2 separate regions of the Mus musculus genome follow, and region 1 is linked to region 2. Evidence: chromatin contacts called from public HiChIP or PLAC-seq data. All regions are on one chromosome and are shown on one strand. Each heading gives the region's core, a stretch centred on a gene start, on an enhancer-like site or on the middle of the called end of the contact. The rest is flanking DNA. Distances are from core to core; before and after follow the strand shown. Region 1 overlaps Kdm2b (lysine (K)-specific demethylase 2B). Region 2 holds the start of Rnf34 (ring finger protein 34).

The links. HiChIP or PLAC-seq counts read pairs in DNA pulled down with a chosen protein or histone mark.
Region 1: an H3K27ac HiChIP or PLAC-seq map of embryonic stem cells shows a contact between it and region 2, with 7 read pairs. The contact joins the enhancer-like site here to the promoter of Rnf34 in region 2. A contact is called at or near these places in 2 of 39 promoter capture datasets (the SN4741 cell line and hippocampal neurons), 1 of 484 Hi-C or Micro-C datasets (nephron progenitors), 1 of 115 datasets of contacts at active chromatin or transcription factors (embryonic stem cells) and 2 of 9 other capture datasets (adipose tissue and pancreatic islet).

What each region holds. Positions count from the first base shown.
Region 1 is chr5:122,924,207-122,928,181 of GRCm38.p6, forward strand. All of the region lies in intron 11 of Kdm2b (lysine (K)-specific demethylase 2B), which reads right to left. Among named protein-coding and RNA genes, the nearest start is that of Gm33118, 15 kb to the right of the region's middle. Within about 2 kb of position 1,450, at least 54 of the 459 cell types and tissues checked have an H3K27ac peak or open chromatin away from gene starts, as enhancers often do. A contact at or near this core is called in adipose tissue and embryonic stem cells, where this site is marked.
Region 2 is chr5:122,848,254-122,851,909 of GRCm38.p6, forward strand. It overlaps Rnf34 (ring finger protein 34), which reads left to right and starts at 1,935. Exons shown (of 6, transcript NM_030564.1): 1 at 1,935-2,045. The coding sequence starts at 2,040. Gm33044 (predicted gene, 33044) reads right to left here and starts at 1,683. Exons shown (of 2, transcript NR_169045.1): 1 at 1,580-1,683; 2 at 1,197-1,492.

The DNA of each region.
Region 1 (3,975 bases), core at 200-2,699, 75 kb after region 2:
CAGTTAGTGGCAGTTTGGAGAGATGACAGAACCCTTCCCTTCTTGGACTCTGAGGCCTACAGGGCAGAGATAGGGCAGTAAGAGTGAGGCTGGAGGCTTCCTGGCCTGAGCTCTCTTCTCAGTCCTGTCTGCTGCCAAGGCACAGCAAGCTGAGCTGGTGGCTTCTGTCACCATGCCTCCCCTGCCGCTATCAATGAGCCTCTGATGCTGCAAGCCAGGACATTTGTCTCTCTGACTGATGTTGCTTCTGACAGATATTTTGACCAAGCATAAGAAGAACGACTGACACACTGTTGTATACCCAATATTGTCTAACCCAATAACTATGTATAACAATGACTAAAGAAAGCTTCCAGCAGGTAAAACTCAAGACATAAAGCTTCGGTCCCCTAAAGGACAGGCTAACAAGATACCTGACCAGAGCTCCCCCAAACCACCAAAAACCATAAAACAAAACAAAACAAAACAAAAAACAAAACTGACAAACCCCTCAAAACAGGGGCAGTCTGAAACACTGGCTAACCAAGAAAAAACAAAAAAACCCTGAGGAGGAAATTAAATGTTGAATCAGGGACAAAATTCTGGGCAACAAAAGGTAAATATTGCAGAAATCTGAAGAAATAACAAAATATTAGTTTTAATAATTGTGCCAAATGTATTATACTAAGATGTTAACATACTTGAGCTGTTTTATTTTTCTGAATTTTCCATAAACCTAAAATTTTTCTTGCTGGGTGAATGGGTAAATGCCTTTAATCCCAGCATTTGGGAGGTAGACAAAATGAGCTCTGGACAAGTTCAAGGTCAGCCTGATCTACAGAATGAGTTTTAGCCAGACTTAGTGAGATCCTCCCTCCACAAATAAATAACCATGCATTAAAAAAAGAAAGAAAGGAGGCCAGGAAGCGGTAGTCCACACCTTTAATCCCAGCACTTGGGAGGCAGAGGCAGAGGCAGGCAGATTTCCGAGTTCAAGGCCAGCCTGGTCTATAGAGTGAGTTCCAGGACAGCCAGGGCTACACAGAGAAACCCTATCTCTAAAGGGTTTCTAGCCCCCCCCCCAAAAAGAAGAAAATCTAAAAAAAAATAAGGTATTAATAAAACTGCTTTCTTATTTAAGGACATGGCTATGTATATCTGGCTGCCCTTGAACTCAGAAATCTACTTGCTTCTGATTATTATTATTATTTCCTTTTTGGTTTTTCAAAACAAAGTTTCTGGCTGTCTTGGAACTCTGTAGACCAGGCTGATCTCAAACTCACAGAGATCCACTTGCCTCTGCCTCTCAAGCGGTGGAATTAAAGACATGCGCCACCACACCCAGCTCCTTTTTATTTTTTAATTAAACACATTAGCTTTAAATTTTTCCCAAGGTGCCCTTGTATCCCAAATCTCCTGTACTAAACAATGCCAAGTTCCCTTCTGTGTACAGCATTTGATGGCCACTAGGGGGCACAATGGCGCCTGTCTTCCTGGGGTGTATTTTCATTTGTAAAGGCGAAATTTAGGGGAGGCTCGTAGCCTAGTGCAAGATTTTTGTCTCAGAAAAAAATGTTCCGGAGGGAATGATGTCACAGGATTCCTTAGGCTCTGCCTGAATTGACACATTCTCAGGGACCGTGGAGCACACAAACAGAATGAAGGCTGTGTGTCCTCGGTGTCCCAGCCCCCTAAGGACCACACCCTGTAAGCCCATGGCTCTCGCCAATCCCAGAGCAAGCTTCCTGCCCTCACCTGGCTCTTGCTGCTGGAAACTGCCCCATGTATGACCTACCAAAGGAACCTTGCCTCCCCCCATCATGCCAACTTCTCTCCAAGAATTTAATTTGTTAACAAGAGCTTTGGCCTCCATTGCTCCCCAGAGTGGGGTGTTAATCACTGGAAGCCCCTAGCCTATGCCATGACTAAAAATACCAGCACTAAGAAGGCAATGCCTGGCATTAGGATTGGAGCTCCAACAGTGGGGTTCATGAGGGGGCTGTAACAAGGCCAGAACTGCTGTTCTGGGGAGCACCAGGTGACAGTTTATTCGGGTCTCAGAACCCCTCCCTCTATTCCTATCTGCACCTGGAAAAACAAACAAAACAACCACTTCATCTGTAGTAGACTGCATTACAGTCCTCCCCATAAAACTGTGTTTAAGTCTTAACTCTAACTTCCAATACACGCAAACGGAAACTTCTAATCTTATGTGGGTAAGAGGTCTCTACACAGTAAGGTGAATCCTAGATCCTGGATTAGGATGCTACCTGGATACCTGATGCAGAGTCCTTCCCCCAGGCTCCTGAGGTTGCATAGGCAGGGGACAAGATTCTGTGATCACACTGGAAGCCAGCCAGCCCCCCTGGGCACTTACTTCCTGCCTTATAGCTCCCCTCTGAGGAGAAGCCTCCTTTGAAGTAGGCAAGAAGGTTTTACAGAGTCAACAGAGCTGGAGGAGGAGACTCTGTGACCCAGCACACGCAACATTCCCAAGATCCTGGGCCAAACTCTAAGCAAGAGAGAGAGAGAGAGAGAGAGAGAGAGAGAGAGAGAGAGAGAGAAACAAATCTAGATTGTACATCTCTCGCTGTCTTGAAAACTGGTAACACCAGAAACGAGGATCTTTAGAAGCAGGTGGGTGCCAGGGTGGAGAATGCTAAGTCCTCAAAAGAAAAAAGGCTCTGCCCGGTCGGGCAATGGTGGCGCATGCCTTTAATCCCAGCACTTGGGCGGCAGAGGCAGGTGGATTTCTGAGTTCAAGGCCAGCCTGGTCTACAGAGTGAGTTCCAAGACAGCCAGGGATACACAGAGAATCCCTGTCTCAAAAAACAGCAACAAAAGGCTCTACCCATTCCTTACAACATGGCTCCTCTAGCTCTCAGACCAGACCGGTAACAAAACTGTCTTCACCCCAAAGTGTCTGAAATAATATCAGCCCTAGCTTACGGAGAACTTCAGGCCCCTGCTGGGCTTTACATGTGTCAGCCGTGACAATGGATCACACCTTCTCCTATTTTTACCATGTCCCCAAGAACGTCAGCTACATAATGGACTGTGCAGGGACTGTGTGACCTGACTCCACAACTGTCCTTAAAGCCAAGCGACATCTGTTTGGACAGTGGACTCCTAATTTAGAACTGACATCCACAGCCCACTCCGAATTTAGGACTTTCTTCTCTCTCATGCTTGGAGTGTGATGCCAGAATACAACAACTGATCTCTAGGCTGCTGAGAAAGAAACACTTGGCCCAGCACGTTAGTTCGTGACGATAATCCTGACACTGGAGAGGCTGAGACAATACTGCCACAGGATTAGGACCAGATCGAGCTCTATATAGCCTGGGCTAGAGAGCGAGACTGTATCCAAAGAGTGAGGGAGTAGAGGTGAAGGGTGGGGGCAGGGGTGGAGGGTGGGGGGTAGGAGTGGGTGGAATAAAGATGGAAAGGGAGGGAAGGAAAGAGGGAGGGAGCTGGGAGGGAAAGAGGTAGGAAGGAAAGGGAGAGAAAGCCTTTTTAAAACAAGAAATGTGTCTTTCAGCCCTACAGCTGTGTAGCCCCTATAATTCCCACTGGCCCCACAATTCGATTGCAGCCCCACAATTCCATGCACACGGATATGATGGTTTTCTATACCATGATAAGGTGAGGCTAGCCAGAAGAGCATGGACTCAGGCCAAGAGGGCGGGGCATAGAGTAGTTAATGATGGTTGGGCTGCACTTTGCCCAATCATGGAAGCACCTTGCTTCATCCACCTACACTCTCGGTCATCCCTGCCCATGTGCTAAAGCCCTCCACAGCCCTGCCACATACCTGGCTATACTCTAGTCCCTTAGAACTGATCCGAGGACTACAGTCATCCTCAAATACTTACACACCCCTCTATCCCCTCTACCCAGAGCCACCACTCTCTCCGAGTTCTAGCTGAGAGCAGGGATGTTTCTAGGAGAGACGCCTTGCTAGCCAATCCCATCTTACAATTATTTACTTCGTCC
Region 2 (3,656 bases), core at 685-3,184:
CTCCTGCTTCTACCCACAGAGTACTAGAATTACTGATGAATACCACCAAACCTGATTTTTACATAGGTGCCAAGGAGGGAACTCAGATCCTGGTCTTCATACAGCAGGCATGTGGTTGATGGGAAACATATCTTTAGCCCCACCAGCAAATGGCTTTTAATTTCTTTGCCTAGATGATGAGCAGAAAAATTACTGTCTAATAGTTTTTCTTCTTGTCCTCTGTGTAAGCCCTGGTTGTCCTGGAGCTTTCTCAGTAGGCAGGCTGTTCTTGAACTCACAGAGACCCACTGCCTCTTGCCTCCTGAGTGCCAGACAAGATATTACATTATCTCAATAGAGCCTGAAGAAAAATAGGCTTGACATAGTCCAAGGACATAGCATGCTATGGTTTGTTTTGTTTTGAGCCAGGGTCTGACGATGTAAAGTGGCTGGTCTGGAATTCAGAGACATTCACCTGCCTCTGCCATCCTGGGTTTAAAGGCCTGTGCCACTGCACCCAGCTGTATTCGTGTTCTGTCAAAAAGTTCATCTAAGCAGATGTTGAAAAAGAATAGAACAGGGGCTGGCTCAGCGGTTAAGAGCACTTGCTGTTCTTACAGAGGACTTGGGTTTGGTTTCTAACACTCACATAGTGGTTCACAACTGTAATTCAGTTGCAGGGCATCCAACATCCTCATCTGACTTCCCTGATCACTGTACACATGTGGTGCACAGATACACATGCAGGCAAAACCAGATACAAAGAATTTTAAAGTATTATTATTATTATAAGAATAGGAGTTGTCTGGGTCTTCGCTAAGGAAGAAGTAACATCTTGAGCTCTAAAATTTCAATTATTATTATTATTTTATTATTTTTTAAGACAGGGTTTCTCTGTATAGCCCTGGCTGTCCTGGAGCTCACTTTGTAGACCAGGCTGGCCTCGAACTCAGAAATCCGCCTACCTCTGCCTCCCAAGTGCTGGGACTAAAGGTGTGTGCCACCACGCCCGACCTCAAATATTATTTTGAAGTGAGAGAAAGAAATGTAGGAAAACCAACTAATTAAAGCCTTAATCCAGCAAGGCTGAAGAAATTTATACCATCTTTTGCCACTTGTTTTTCTGCCCCGACGTCAGTTTGAAGGGATCATGTGAATTCTTTGAAAGGGTTAGTTAGTACTTGGGTAAATTTGAACATTACATCAATTGGACGCAGTTGTGGTGGAACACATCTTTAATCTCAAGCACTCGGAAGGCAGAGAGGCAGGCATGATTTCTCTGAGTTCCAAGCCAGCCTGGTGTAAACTGGGAGTTCTCTGGCCAGCACAGCCAGGAAAAAATCTTGTCTAAAAAGAAAACCGCACACACACACATACGAACCGAACGACAAAGAATTGGAATTGGACAGCCTTTGGTTCTTCAGCCGTTCTCAGTACATCTTCTAAATGGCTCGCCCTAGATCGTGCTGCCCCTCTTCCTTGAGGAGATCCGAGGTTCTCCTGGTGATGAGATCTAGAACATTCGGAGAATGGGTTAAGCCCGAGAGAGGCCCTGCTCCGCAGGTTAGAATAAAAGCTTCAAACCAACAGTGTTTCCTACTTCACCACAGCTCTTTTTCTGCCTCGGGCCGAGGGAAGCTATCCACCCAAAATAGGAAGCCAATTCAGCCTGAGCGGCTTTCTCTCCGACAGACCGGGCGTCACGTCGCGTCACGCCCCGCCCCGCCCCTCTTCGCCCCGCCCCGTTTCCCTCCGCCCCTCCCCTCTCCCCTTCGCTCGCAAGACTGCGCCCGAAACCCCGCCCCTTCTTCACCATTTCATTGGCTTTGGTGATCGGGCCCCCCGAAGACCCGCTTCGGATTGGTGGGCTCCGCCCGCCGCTCGGCGTCTTCCCGGGGCGTGAGCCGAGCGTGGCCATGCCCCCTTACGTAGGGACGCTCAGTGGGTCTCGGGAGGCGCCGCATTCGCCGCCTTAGAAGGAAGGAAGATCCGTTGTGTGAGGAGGCTGCTATGGTGCTGAGTTCCCCGGTAGAGCCGACCGAGCCGAGGCGGTCGCGGCCATGAAGGTGAGGGGCTGGTGGAGCCGGGAGGCTCTCCTTGCCTCTCCCGTACGCCCAGAGCGCTTCCTGTTTTCCGTCTCAGCGGTTACCCAGAGGGGCTTCGTGAGAGACCACCACGTAGCGGGGCGCCCGGCCCGAAGTGTGTGTGGGGCCCCGACCGGTTCCAGCCGGAGAGGCCAGGCAGCAGACCCTCCCGAGCTCCCACAGCGCCCTCCGGCGTCCTGGCCGAGGAGGCGGCTAGTGGCCCTGCGGTCTCAGCCCGCTGGGCCCTGTTCCCAGGGCCCTGTGCTCTTCTCGGGGTCCCGAGCTTTTTTTTAAGCCGCAAGAGCCTCGGTGTCTCTGGCCATGGCTGTGCCCTCTGCCTCCCCCGAGTCCTTGAGCTAACCCAGACTTCGGGGGGTGCATCACGAGACAGAAGGCATAGAGAGCGCTGCGTGGTATGATGAGGCTAGGACCTGAGTGGCCCATGGGGGGTTGGGGGTGTCCTCCTTCAAGGAGTCCTTCCCGTGGGTTTAAATGTTGTGGCCGTGACCTAGAGCGCTAGACGTGTCTACATCGCCACTAGGTACGCAGCAAGTAATTTGGCAGCCTTGCTCCCAGGTGGGAGTGAGAGCGTGGGAGAATCACTGATAGAAGTTTCAGAAAAGGGCAGGTTTTGTGTGTGTGTATGTGGTGTGTGTGTGTGTGTGTGTGTGATTTTGGCCTACTTAGGGGAGATGAATTTTCTCAACCCCATCGCAGAGAGTTCTAAAGAGGCTGTGTACAGCAGTCAATTCAGGCATTGATTCATTTGCCCAAAATCAAGTCAAATGGCGTGAGTCAGAAGGTGGTGATGTCTTCCCTCACGGTGTTGTATCCATCTCGTGGAAGAAGTAAGTGTGTTGGCTTTGGGCTGCTAGATTGACGACCTTGCACAGAGTGTCAAAGATTTACTGTGGACGATTGAAGAGAGGGTCAAGTGGATAGAGAAATTCAGCAAGTGTTTTGCCCAGCACCTTCACTGCCTTAGTCAAGATGGGGTAGAGGTAATTCAAAATATAATCACCCTGTTTAAGAAAGAGTTTGCCAGTTAAAAGAAAAGAGCCCCTTAAGCATGGTGGCACAAGCCCGTGATCAGCGTTTAGGAGGTAGAGGTGGAGGATTGCTGCATGTTTGAGGCCAAGCAAGTGTTTTCGTGGAAAACCAACCAACAACAATCCCCTGAGAGATAGATCTCAAGTAGCCACATTACAAACTGCAATAATGTAAGGTGTGTGTGTGTGTGTGTAAAAAACTCTCAAGCAAGAAAAATAACCATACCTTCAGTGTTGCGTACCTGTGATCTCAGGCATTTGGGAGCTGGAGGCTGGAGTCAAGACAATTAGTTTTTCACAGGTATTCTTGGCTTTGTAGTAAGTTTGAGTCCAGCTTGCACTGCATGCGGTCCTATTTCAAAACATCAGGTCCCCTGCTGCTGGAATCCTGGCCGAAATTGGGAGTAGGTTAACTTCTTTGTTTTGAGATAGGGTTTCACTGTCAATCCCTGACTGGCCTGGAATTGAGTATGTAGGCTGTCCTCCCTCCTGAATTTGGATTACAAATGTAGGATCTGGAATCAGTGACATTTGAATTGACGTT